Linked DNA regions of Mus musculus: region 2 is linked to region 1. A link is a contact called in public HiChIP or PLAC-seq data. All regions are on one chromosome and are shown on one strand. Each heading gives the region's core, a stretch centred on a gene start, on an enhancer-like site or on the middle of the called end of the contact. The rest is flanking DNA. Distances are from core to core; before and after follow the strand shown. Region 1 overlaps Nfia (nuclear factor I/A). Region 2 overlaps Nfia (nuclear factor I/A).

Evidence for each region. HiChIP or PLAC-seq counts read pairs in DNA pulled down with a chosen protein or histone mark.
Region 2: an H3K27ac HiChIP or PLAC-seq map of heart atrium shows a contact between it and region 1, with 10 read pairs. The contact joins two enhancer-like sites. A contact is called at or near these places in 2 of 15 datasets of contacts at CTCF or cohesin (the NIH/3T3 cell line and pro-B cells), 6 of 484 Hi-C or Micro-C datasets (bone marrow-derived DN2 thymocytes, embryonic fibroblasts, hematopoietic stem cells and 2 more), 9 of 115 datasets of contacts at active chromatin or transcription factors (T-cell acute lymphoblastic leukemia, astrocytes, differentiating embryonic stem cells and 6 more) and 3 of 9 other capture datasets (embryonic stem cells, embryonic tail and embryonic trunk).

The regions. Positions count from the first base shown.
Region 1 is chr4:97,837,272-97,843,245 of GRCm38.p6, forward strand. The region is part of intron 2 of Nfia (nuclear factor I/A); the gene reads left to right. It overlaps Gm19417 (a long non-coding RNA gene), which reads right to left. Exons shown (of 2, transcript XR_376437.4): 2 at 3,569-5,974. Among named protein-coding and RNA genes, the nearest start is that of Gm19417, 29 kb to the right of the region's middle. Within about 2 kb of position 2,675, at least 56 of the 459 cell types and tissues checked have an H3K27ac peak or open chromatin away from gene starts, as enhancers often do. A contact at or near this core is called in astrocytes and heart atrium, where this site is marked.
Region 2 is chr4:98,105,398-98,111,371 of GRCm38.p6, forward strand. Nfia (nuclear factor I/A) reads left to right here. Exons shown (of 11, transcript NM_010905.3): 11 at 5,821-5,974. The coding sequence ends at 5,838. Among named protein-coding and RNA genes, the nearest start is that of Gm34784, 18 kb to the right of the region's middle. Within about 2 kb of position 3,819, at least 126 of the 459 cell types and tissues checked have an H3K27ac peak or open chromatin away from gene starts, as enhancers often do. A contact at or near this core is called in astrocytes and heart atrium, where this site is marked.

The DNA.
Region 1 (5,974 bases), core at 1,425-3,924:
TTACCGTCTAACCACAACAAACTGCTTTTTATCTTTTGATCCCTCCTCAAAACCTCTGTATTTTTATTCTTCTGCTTCAAAGGACACTCTCCTAATATATTGGATGTGGTTAATTCCTACTGTTTTTTTTTTTTTTTACTTAGCACCTGGTGGGAGAGTGTTCAGGGGGTGTTATGGTGGGGGTCTTCTTGAAGGCCTGCTGTATGAACTTTGGGAAGCTACAGGAAGTTACTAACTGTGATACAAAATTGATGTTTCTAGACCTTTTTGGAGAGTGTGGGTTATCTTCATCATTTATATATGCATCTCATAATTGTAGTGCACTTTTTATTTGGAAATGGAAAAAGCACAGTTTCCCAGTAACTTGGAAAAGAAAGTCAGCTGCAGGTTCCCTCTGTGTATAGAATACACTGAGCTGAATCTCAGGTGAAGGAGCTCTCTGGGAAAGTTACCTTCCTTCCGTGTACATTATCCTACATTTCCTACTTAGGCAAGAAATAAAAGGGAGGCCCCACTGTTCCCTTTCTAATTGAGTTTAGGAAGGTATGGCTAGATAGTAGGATATAGTAGGAAGATGTGGTAGGGTCTCAGGAAATAGTTTCTGTGGATGAAAAAGGAGGTTCCTTCCTCTTTTTGCCTTCTAACAATCACAAATCAACCTCTAGTGTCTCACTGCTGCTCTCTTCCTTTGTGGCTGGACGTGCTTCACCTCGGTCTCCACTTGGCACTTGGTAAAACTAGATTCATCTGGTACCTGGCTTCTTACTGGTATAAGCTCTGTTATCCATGGGAAATGCTTAGAAAAATATAAGGCAGAGGAAGGGCTAGCCAGCCAAATTCATAGGCAGCAAACAGGTTCACTCCGAAACCAACAAGGTGGTATGGAAGACAGCAAAAACTAGCCGAACCTCTGTTATCCTTTTCTTGAAGTAGGCTGGACCAGGTTTTCAGTCTTCTGGTGATGACAATTTGATGCTGGGAGGTTACTTACCTTCCCCTCTGTAGCTTTCGAATATGTATAGTTGGGGGTGGGAATGTACTATTAATTTTTAGGGTGGTTTGGCAGTTAGAAATTATTTTACATATGCCCAGTCTCTACCTGATGTAGAGTGTATGTTAGTTATCATTTTATCATTGCTGCAGTGATACTGTCATAGGGTACAGCAGCTTTTAGGCAACCACTGAAGGTCAGGGGCTTCTCTGGTTCGATTTAGACTCCTCCATACGTCTTCAAAGGAAAATTTCTCTTTCCCCTTGGGGAGAAATTAACCTACGGTACAAAGGGAGTTGAGAGTCTGCGCTCTGCTTTCTGAGTGTTTCAGAGATGGCCAGAAGTTGATACCAGTCACTGGAAAGCCACTAGGCAACATGAACGCCATGGTCAGGGTGATAGAACATGGGGCCTTGGCCTGCTCCCAGGGCTCAGCCTCTGCTCCCTGAGCCTCTCATTTCCTAAGTCCCTTTCTGTCCTGAGTTCTGCCCCTGTTCCCTCGGGCCCAGCACAGCAGACCAAAGGGCTTTCTTGGCCATCCAGCTGCTTTAGGTTCAGTGGAATCCTTCCTGATCAGTGGGGGGTTAGTACAGTGGCCCTGCTTGGGTTCAGTTAGTGCAATGGCCTTGTACTAACTGGTCTTGTTGCTCCAAGAAATGTTAGCAAAGCAGTGCCTGGACCTTGGACTATGCTTCATGTTTGACCTTTGGTGGCATCTTTTTGTGAGCCAGCACACCTGGCTAAATGTCTTTCAACTCCGAAATTATGCCGAGTGGAAGTATTTTGAATAAATGTAAACAGAGAAGGAATTTTGCCTGCAAACTTTAGAATTCTCATCTCACTTGGCTGTAGTAACTGCTTATTACAGTAGGCTTCTTTGTGGTTGATGATAATAAACAAGGAATGGATTTCCAACAGAAATTTCCCCCAGTCTTCCCTAGGGCATCTGAAGTGCCTTTTTTCTCCTGTGGGCTCCAGAGTCATGGGCAGTGTTGAACAATTAGCCCAGAGGGAAGCCCTGGAAACAGTTGGTCCCTCAAGGCTTGGGAAGTCACAAAGGCTGTGCTGGCAAGGGGGAGGAGGGAGGGATGATGTGGGGGCTGGGGGGGGGTACTCAGAGGTAGTGAGAGGGGTGGGGGTGGGTTGTTTCCCAGATAGTTTTCAAAGAACAGAGGTTGGTGTGCTTTGCTGTGGGCCCCGAGAACAGTGCAAGTCTGCTTCAAATTCTTCTTTGTCTTTATCTGGTACTTTCTCTAGCACATTCCTTTTGGCTTAACAAAGTGTCTTCCTTTCCTGTTTCATGGTCATTGATAACAAGAGCTTGAAGGCTTTTTGCTTCCAGGCTCTGCATGGAGTGGAAAGAGGAACACATAGGAGGGGGACTTGCCATCTTAGAGATGTTTCCCCATTTTTATCACACAAGGGGAAAGCTGTCCAGTGTGCAGAGAGGACCCAGGTTTTCATTTTAGTCTAGGGGGTGATTGATTGCCTTTCTTTCAAGGGCCTGATGGAGGAGGTCAGAGTCTTAGAAAGGGAAGAAGCCAGGGAAAGGGAAAGAAGAAAGAGTGAGATTTATGGCCTCCTGCATCACGGCTTTTATGTCGCATAACTATTCCCAACACTGGAAGTTCATGACACGCTCGCTGAGAAACAGCTCTGGAGTACAGAGCAGTGATCTGCATGCAAAGAGGAAATTACACAGTCCAGCCTCTGCTCTGCCTGCTGCAGAGAGCACACTCAGCCCGTGATGGACACAGGTTCCAGTGGCTGCTGGGCATGAGCTGGACCACCCAGCACCACTTACACTGTGCACAGGGTGGCTGGCGATGCTGTTTATAAAGCATTGTTTCAGCAAACAGACTTTGCTGTTGCTCCTTCTGCATCTGCCCTCTTCACTCCCAATGTGGAAGCCTTGGGCATCTCATGCCAAAGAACACTGCACTAATAGAGCCTCTGCCTCCACCCCTACCTTTGATAATTGAAGATCTTTTAAAATGTTTTTGTCTTCCATTTTTTATTCCATATGGGCCCTTAGGTAACATGACCCAGTGTGGCCATTAAATGGCCCTGCTTACAGTTGGATTGCTGGGTACAAAGCAAATTTATGGTTGTTTATTCTCTCCTCCTATCAGCTATTAGTGCCTAATCATATGGTCTATCGATCATGAGATTAATCGCCTGCCCATAGAGGCAGCGGGTCTTGTGGAATGCTTCCCTGCGCCAGAATGAACTTCAACCTTTTATACAAACTGGAAGAGTCAGAACCATCATTCACTGCCTGGAGCCCCAGGAGGTAAATCCCTGCTTCTCCAAGCAGTGTTCTCTTCACTTCCTTCCCTTGTGTAAAACTTCAACTCATTGATTCAGACACACACAGAGCCTTTCTGAGGCACCCTATACACAATGACATAAGCTGCAAATACGTGGGCTTTATTACACGAGGCCCACAGTCTGCATAATTAAAGATCTCTCTGCACTCCTATTATAAATTCTCATTTTGCAAGATTTATAGCTGGGCTTTTAAATTTTTCTCAAGCTAAGACTTTCTAAGAGTGTTATGATCAGAGGTCTATTTTCTTTTTTTTTTTTTATGAAATGTGTTTCTTTGAAGATATAAAAAGCAAACTCTAGAAACCCCGTCATAGAGGTGTCAGCACACAGAGGTTAGCCATGTAAAGAGTAGGTACTCTGTACCCTAGAGTGGCTTTGCTGACCTTTGTCCCTCTGCAGTTATGAGGGCCAGAAGCCCTGTGGTGTCCTGCCGTGTCTGGATGTCCTGCTCTGTCTCTATAACTCCAAGGAGGAGGAGGCTGGGATCATACGCCATTGATCTTTTCCCAGCCTTGCTTTTACTTAGCCTAGCTTTCTCAGTGTGAGTCCTGAGTTTGTTCAGTGAATGACCCTCAGCAGGGACTAGGAGACTTGCTTCTTTGTGTTGACACTGCCCTTGAAGGCAAGGGTGTACACGTTTAGGTGACACTCTGCAGTCTCTGAAGACAAGTTCCCTGCTAACAAAATGACTATACATTCTGGGCTGGTCACTGGTGTTCTGTGGGTTAAATGCTACTAGAATAGTGCCTTCAAATGTTTGATTGGAACATGTCAATGGAGTTTGCCATGACCTCACTGCTCCCTATTAGTCACAGTGTCATCACAGAGTATCAGCAGCCTGCTTTATCTCACCTACGCCATCCTCAAGCACTTATGATTTCTTCCGGTATTTTCCTATAACATGATCCTTGGTTACTAGGGTTTGAAGTCTGATATTTGGGCTACTAAGTGATGCCTCTGGCTGTTACTTTAACCCTCTGTTCCAGTCCTGTTATTCTCAAGAATCTCAGCTATTATTATTTTTTGTTTCATTTTGTGTTTTGTGGCCCAGATAAACAGCAATGGATGATTAATTTGTTTTCTCCCTTTGAAGTAAATAAGTATGTATAGTTGAATACACTGAGCCATTGTACAGAAGGTGAAATGGTTTTGTGTGACTAGTTGGTTGATAGTTTAGCTTGTGTGATTGCTTGGTGGGTCAGTGTGGAGGTCCTGTTTGAGGTTTTGATATGCTAAAAATAGCTCCCAGATCTTTCTGACTTTTCCCACTTGTGGTGTTTGTAGGCTTAGCGTAAAGTTTACTCTTTCACACGCTGTTGGAGTCCTTGTCTGTCTACACTTGCTCCTTCTTATTTCGCAACTTCCTTTCACTGGTGCTGTGCTGCAGCCTCCCGTACAACCTGTCTCTTGCTGTGGTAAGATGAAGGGAACTCTCTCATGTGAGTTTACTCAGAAGCCTGATAGCTGTAGTTTCCTTCTATAGTCAAGAGCATTTTGAAGGATTTGCTCTAAAACAGTGGTTCTAAACCTGCAGGTCGTGGCCACTTTGAAGGGTTGAATGACCCTTTCACCGGGGTCACCTAAGACCATCAGAGAACACAGACATTTACATTAAAATTCAAAATAGTACCAAATTACAGTTATGAAGTAGCAACAAGAATAATTTTATGGCTGGGGTCACCATAACACGAGGAACTGTTTTATTTTAAAGGGCCACAGCATTAGGAAGGCAGAGAAGCTCTGCTCTAAAGGACGGGAAGTCAGTATGATACACGATCCTCTCTTTTGGCTCAACTCAAATCTATTGAACTCAGGTTACTTGTGAATATTTTAACTTGCACATTTAAATGCATACATTTAAACAAAGCCCATTAAAGATCTGTACTGTAGAAGTAGTCTGTGTATAAACTACCTTTTAATTGAAGCTTGTCCTATCATGCTTAAATAATACAAAAGTAAAAGCTTTTGAAGATGGCAGGCCAGTTGGTCCCCATGGTTGCATGAATAGTTTGGGCTCTGGGGTTGGACTGGCTTACCCAGTCTGTCAGTTATGAATATGTTGAGAATACCTGGCAGAACCCTTGATGTCCTTGCCTATAAAATGGGATAATACTTTGTTCCGAGGAATAAATGAAAATGACTTAAACAGAGGACATACAGGCCATGGAATAAATAATGAATATTCATCATCATTTAGCTAGAATTTAATGAAGCTCTATTTCTGAGCTTGGAGGCTTTTCTTTCCTGACCATAGCCAGTTCACCATACCTTGGGAAAACTGGTGGTGCACTGATGTTAGCATACTGATACCAAACTAAGTCTGGATCAACATGGCACACTATAGCCCAGAATCCCTGGACTCAAGCAATCCTCCTGCCTCAGTTTATCAATTAGCTGTGATTATGAGTGTGTCCCACTATGCCCAGTGAGATTTTTCATTTAAAGAGCATGAATGTATATCTCATGAAGACTTCCCATATTTGCTGAGTTACCCATGTTTCCAGGAGGTTCTATTGTGGTACTTTCTTATTTGCCATCAAAGGTCCCAGATGTATTGCTTTCCATGTTTCTGAAAACATGCTAAGACCTAGATCTAATATAATGACATGACTGTTTCTCTAAAGTTTTCTTCCCTCAGACCAGTCTCAAAGT
Region 2 (5,974 bases), core at 2,569-5,068, 270 kb after region 1:
AGAAACTCGTGCTGACCACTGTCATCCTCTCATGCCCAGGACTCCAGGGTCACCCAGCACAGAGCCCTGTCTGTCATACAGAGCCCTGTCTATGATGTCATACAACCCATCAGTGGAATTCAGTACGGGCCTTTAGACATTTGGCCTCATCAGCTGAGTTTATCAAGATCCTTTGAGAAGTCGTGAAGGGCATAGAAGTCTAAACCAAACCTCTTCCTGCTGGACACTAAAGCTTCTAAAGGCGGATGCCACATTTTCTTTACTCCCAACATTCCCAGACCCTCAAGTCCACGACACCAAGAAAACTGCAGCCTCTTGGTACTTACTGACCAAATGACTAATGGCTCCCAAGTGGTTGATCCTAAAAGGAGAAACCAGGAATGCACGCAGAGGTCTGTCTACTCCTTCTGTGTCAGAGACAGGGGTGCCCCCTTACCCCCCCCCAGCCCCCCTCCTCCAGCTTTTGGCTGATTTGCCAAGGACAACTCATTTGTGCTAAATAGTAGGCTTAGTTCATGCAAACAAGAACAGGAAGCCAGAAATGACTAACTGACTGGATTCGTGTGGTCCAGGAGAGGTAGCATCATCCCCAGGAGGGACAATATAGTAGCTGCACTCAATGCAGACCTGCTTGCTGGGTCCCTTGTGTGGCTGGTAGAGACTGATGTGTTGGAGGGGAGCTTCCTGTATTTTTGTGTTTCCGTTTATATGTGTAAATGTCCTTAAATAACCCACCTTGCCTGGAGAGGAAAGCTAAGCGTCACACCCACTTCTGGATTCCACATTAACAACCTCCTTCCGTGCAGTGTTAAACTTTGCCCCGAAGGGCCTTTTGTTCAACTTTTTAATTTGAAAAACAGATTTTGCTGTCACAGCCCAGCCTGCCCTCCACAGCATGCGTGCGCTCACACACACACACACACACACACACACACACACTGTCTCTCTGTCTTTCTGTCTCTGTCTGTCTCTGTCTCTCTCTCTCCCAAAGTGAAATATCTCAGATCTACTTCTTTTCTGTTTTTAAAATGTATGCCCTGCCCGCTGCGTAGAAAGGGAGACTGTAAGAAAAAGTTGCGTGTGTTAGAATATTGGCAGTTGAGAAGGAAGGTGAGTCCCTTGACTTCATCACCTGTCTCCAGTAGACTCTGGACCAACTCCATTTTGTAAGGCACAAGAGAAGGACCAGCCTGCCACTGTCACAGTGCGGGCTGCCATCTCAGCCCTCTTGTTTAGGATACAGTGGGACGGAGGCTGTTTATGGTTCGTAAATCCTGACTACTGTGAGCATTCCAGAATCCCCACAGAATGGGGCTGGAACTTTCATGGAGCTGTAAATTAAGGGGCGGGAAGTGTGATAAAACTCCTAAGAGAACCGCGCTGCAATGGTTAAATGAAATTTTATAAGCACGTCGCTGGGCGCGGAGCTGTTTTGCATTACATGAGTTGAATACCTTAGAGACACCACATCTGCAGGCACTTTATTAAATCCTGAGTCAGCACTTTCCAACCTGATGAGATTACTTCTCCATCTGACCAGCTAGAAGGAAAGCTGAGCTCTCGGACTGCAGATTTCTTTTGATGTTTCACCTTGAACACTGAAAGAGGACGGGTTCCCCCTCCCACCCCTGGTTCATCCCAAACTGTGGACATTGAGAATGTAACTGGCTAATTTCTTGAAACTAGAGCCTTTGAGGGAGTGTGGATTTATGGGCCACCAAATCAACTGTGGTTGAATGTTCCTGCTGGGGGAGGGGCAATAGATCAAAGCCCAGTGTTTACTGCCTCAATGTAAATGTATCAAGATAACATCCTCTGATGCAGTACTGTAATATTGCCACTCTCGGCAGATAAGGGACAGGGATTCCTTTGTAGTCGCCTGGATACAGTAGGGCAGATTAAGGGCCTATAAAGTATGAAGGCAGAGGCCATATGAAACCCAAGCAGATGTCAGACGTGAGGATGATTTCCTGACTCTCCCTCCACAGATGAGTTTTGCTTCTCGTGTCAGTATCTTCCCAATGACTTGATTCAATCCAAGTATTTCCCAGATTTTCTCAGATCCCTCTCGCTCTCTGTTCTCCTGTCCCAAGAAGAAAGATGCCGAATCCTCCTTTAGTGAGTGCTCTCAGACTTGCTGCGTTTTCAAGTAACGAGATTAAAGGGAAATGCCACAGCAAAGGAGCCTTTCCTCCTATTGCCTTACCCGGCTGAGGCGATTGGCAGTTCTCAGAAGTTTAGGAAAATCCAGGAGCACCTCTGTGTGGGCGGTTGTCACACCTGTCACCACCAGTGTCTTCAACTACAAACTGACAGATAGAAAACTTGGCAAAATGGAGTAATTTCTTATTGCTTACAACTGTTTCTCTACTATATTTCTGCAGATCGTTTACTAAGAGACCTCATTCAAAAAAACAGAAAGAAAGAAAGAAAGAAAGAAAGAGAGAAAGAAAGAGAGAGAGAGAGAGAGAGAAGTTCGTGTGTGGTTCCCCCTAACTGACTTCCCATTCTGGAAGCCCTTGGTCAAGTAGCTGGGTTAATTGTCATGAAGATTAGTGAGATGTTGAAATAAGTACTAATGGTCAAATTACAGGAGTGAAAAGTGGGAGAATAGGTTTTGGTTTGGACCTGAAAGGGTTAATTAAGGTTTTTTCACGGGTTATTAAAGACCCCCAACCCCTGCCTTAGGAGTCATATTGACAGCCCACCACAGGGCAGCTCAGCTCCTCTATTGACATGTTGCTGGTAGGAGCACAATAGCCCCAGTATCTGCAAATCATTGCTAAAATCATCTCAAGGAAAAAAAAGTTCCCAAGCTTTAACATTAGACAAAAGCCCGGGAGTTGCAGTGTGCAGCTCAAAAACCCAGAGTCAGCAACTTCTATTGATTAAAAACTAACCTTTAAAGTAACTCTGAGAGCGTGTGGTTAGCATTTAAATTTAAACATGTCGTGAGTTGATTTGTGTTACTGAATACCAACTCAGAAGGAGTAACATTCACAGTGCGGTTTTTTTTTCTTTCTTTCTTTCTTTTTTTTTTTTTTTTCTAACTCCCTTAAGCAGCTAAAGTATTTCATGAAATGTCAAAAGGGCAGAAAGAAAAAGGGGAGGGGCCAATGCGGGGCCTCATCGTTTTCTTTCCCAGGCAAATATTCACCCCCCAAAAGAAAAGTGTGGAGAGCGAAACACAATAATTAGTCCTTTGTCTAACTTTCTCAAATGCCAAAGAAAGACAGATTAATTAAATATACAACAGTGTTGGTTTTTGGAGCGGGGGTCTAGCTTGCTGGGTAGGTCATAAATTAGGCAGAATAAATACTTCAGTGTGTTTGCAGTGGGCCTGCTACGTCAGAGCCACTGGAAGGTTGGTGGGAGGAGAGTGGCGGGTTTCTTGCTAATGATAGTCACGTCTGGGTCTGTCTGGTTGCTAAGAGCAACCAGACATGATGTAACACCAGGATGAACTTGAACTTGGGGGACTTGAAAAGAGAACAATAGCCCAGAGCAATCAATAAAGCCTATTTCAGTGAAGGGTTACAGAGCTGCTCTGGGGTAACCTTGTGGGCGAGGCACACACTGAATAGTAAGATGTGTGAAGAAACTTTTTTTTTCTTTGCTTTGCTTTGCTTTGCTTTGCTTTGCTTTGCTTTGCTTTGCTTTGCTTTGCTTTGCTTTGCTTTGCTTTGCTTTGCTTTGCTTTGCTTTGCTTTGCTTTGCTTTGCTTTGCTTTGCTTTTTAGCAGAAGTATGTACAGGGCACTGCTGATTTTTGTAATGTCCTGAATGCAGAAACTACGGGACGGAAAACTGCTCCCCCTGGTGACTCGCCAGGTCCCAGGCCTTTGCTTCAGGACTGCCACACTGAAGAAGTCCAGAATTTCACAACTGCCTTAGAAAGCATGCAAACAGATTGGGAACAGCACTTACCACTCAGTTTGAGACTGTTCTGTATAAGAGCAGATATGGAAAGTGGATCTGCGTCAGAGATCAGGAGAAACTTAACGCAGACACGGTTTGCGGTCTGCTTCCCTCCCCTTTCCTTCTTACTGATCTTTCTTTTGTCCACTTAGATTTAGGCCATGCATACTTGCCAGGGTGATTTCTTTTCCAGATATAAGCAGCTTTATTGGGTTCTCCGAAGCGCATGGTCAGAGAGTAAAAGTCTACAGGATGAGTAGTTTTGTGGTTTGAGCTAGGAGTTTTTGTTTTGTTTTGTTTTGTTATAAGCGCCTTTGGAAATCAAAGGTACCTTGTGTGACCAGGAAATTTTACACCATGCCTCCATGGAGCTATCACTTAGCTATTTATCCCTGGGATCAAAGGAGTCCCGACTTTCCCCTAATTGAATCTCCCCGACAAGAGTGAGCTTTAGCCCTCACCTCCGGAATCAGTTCCGACTGACTCAAACCCTGGTGATGTTTTCAATGCAGAACTCACAGCCTCGAAGCTGGTAGGTTTTCTGATGAAAATACTGAATTCTTCAGAATACTTAGAAGAAAGTTGGCAAAAAAAAAAAAAAAAAGTCATACAATTTTTAGCCTCACTTGAGTTTTGAGATTGGTCTATAGTTGCTCATTTTGTTAAGCGAACTCTCTGTGTTGACAAAGAATGTTTCTGAAAGGGACATAAGACTGGCTCCACAGCTGGCAGAAAGCTCCAAGGGCACATTGAGTAGACAGAAACATGAACGAGAACTACAGTGGTTTCATTTCCCCATGAACACAATGGTGCTTCATAAGGTGCCATCTTATTTTATTATGTATCTTTTCTAAGAAAAGAATTTTAAATATATGCCATTGAAAGGATTTGCACCTGGCCGGGCAGTGGTGGCGAATGCCTTTAATCCCAGCACTTGGGAGGCAGAGGCAGGTGGATTTCTGAGTTCAAGGCCAGCCTTGTCTATGAAGTGAGTTCCAGGACAGCCAGGTCTATACAGAGAAACCCTGTCTCGGAAAGAAAAAAAGAGAGAAAGAGAGAAAGAGAGAAAGAGAGAGAGAGAGAGAGAGAGAGAGAAAGAGAAAGAAAGAGGAGGGGAGGGGAGGAGAGGGGAGGGGAGGGGAGAGGAGGGGAGAGGAGGGGAGAAGAGGGGAGAGGAGGGGAGGGGAGGGGAGAGGAGGGGAGGGAAGAAAGGATTTGCACCCATCATGAGGAGCAAGGGGAGAGGCCAGTCTGACTTCCCACCCCCCACCCCCTCCCAGGTCACCAGTGAGTTTTCCACCAGACCTTTCTGTTTTAACTGCTATCATGGGCCACCTACAGAATGTTGTGTTTGTACATTTAGCACCTGTCCTTAGCACCTACACCTCACTGAGAAATATATTGAGAAAGTCATGGAAATAGCTATTTGCTGCAGCCCCAAGCTCACACTTCAGCCACTCCATCGAATTTGCTTGTCTTTCTTGAGCCCTCCCAGGCATTAAGCTAGGTACTAATAAGATAGCCAGGTTCCTTGCCCTCTTCTAATTGGCTCACTACAGGGTTACAAAACCTGCCATGTGACCAGAAAGACGGCACCTGGTAAGATATATGCAAAGCATTGGCAAAGCCCACAAAGGCAATGAATTTTAATGTCAGAGGAATAAGATAAATTTCAGTGGCTTGGGATTTACTGTCATCCCTCGACCACATGAACTCCCAAGGTAAATTCTGATCCCATGGTTAAAAGAGCAACTTTCAAAATAGTTTTACAATATTGAATGCTTTTTGTTTTTGTGCACTGGATCACTGTGGGCCTTGCTCATACTAGCCAAGAGCTACCCACGAGCCACTACACCCAGCACTACACCTGCATTTTAATTAGACTTTTCTTTTTGTCTTCCAGTCCTGGTACCTGGGATAAAAGTTGCAGCATCCCACCATCCTCCAGACAGACCACCTGACCCCTTCTCAACTCTGTAACATGGACGCAACCTCAACCCGGCGCAGTTACAACTTCACTGTCAGTGGAAGGGGAGCGAAACCAACTCGAATCAACT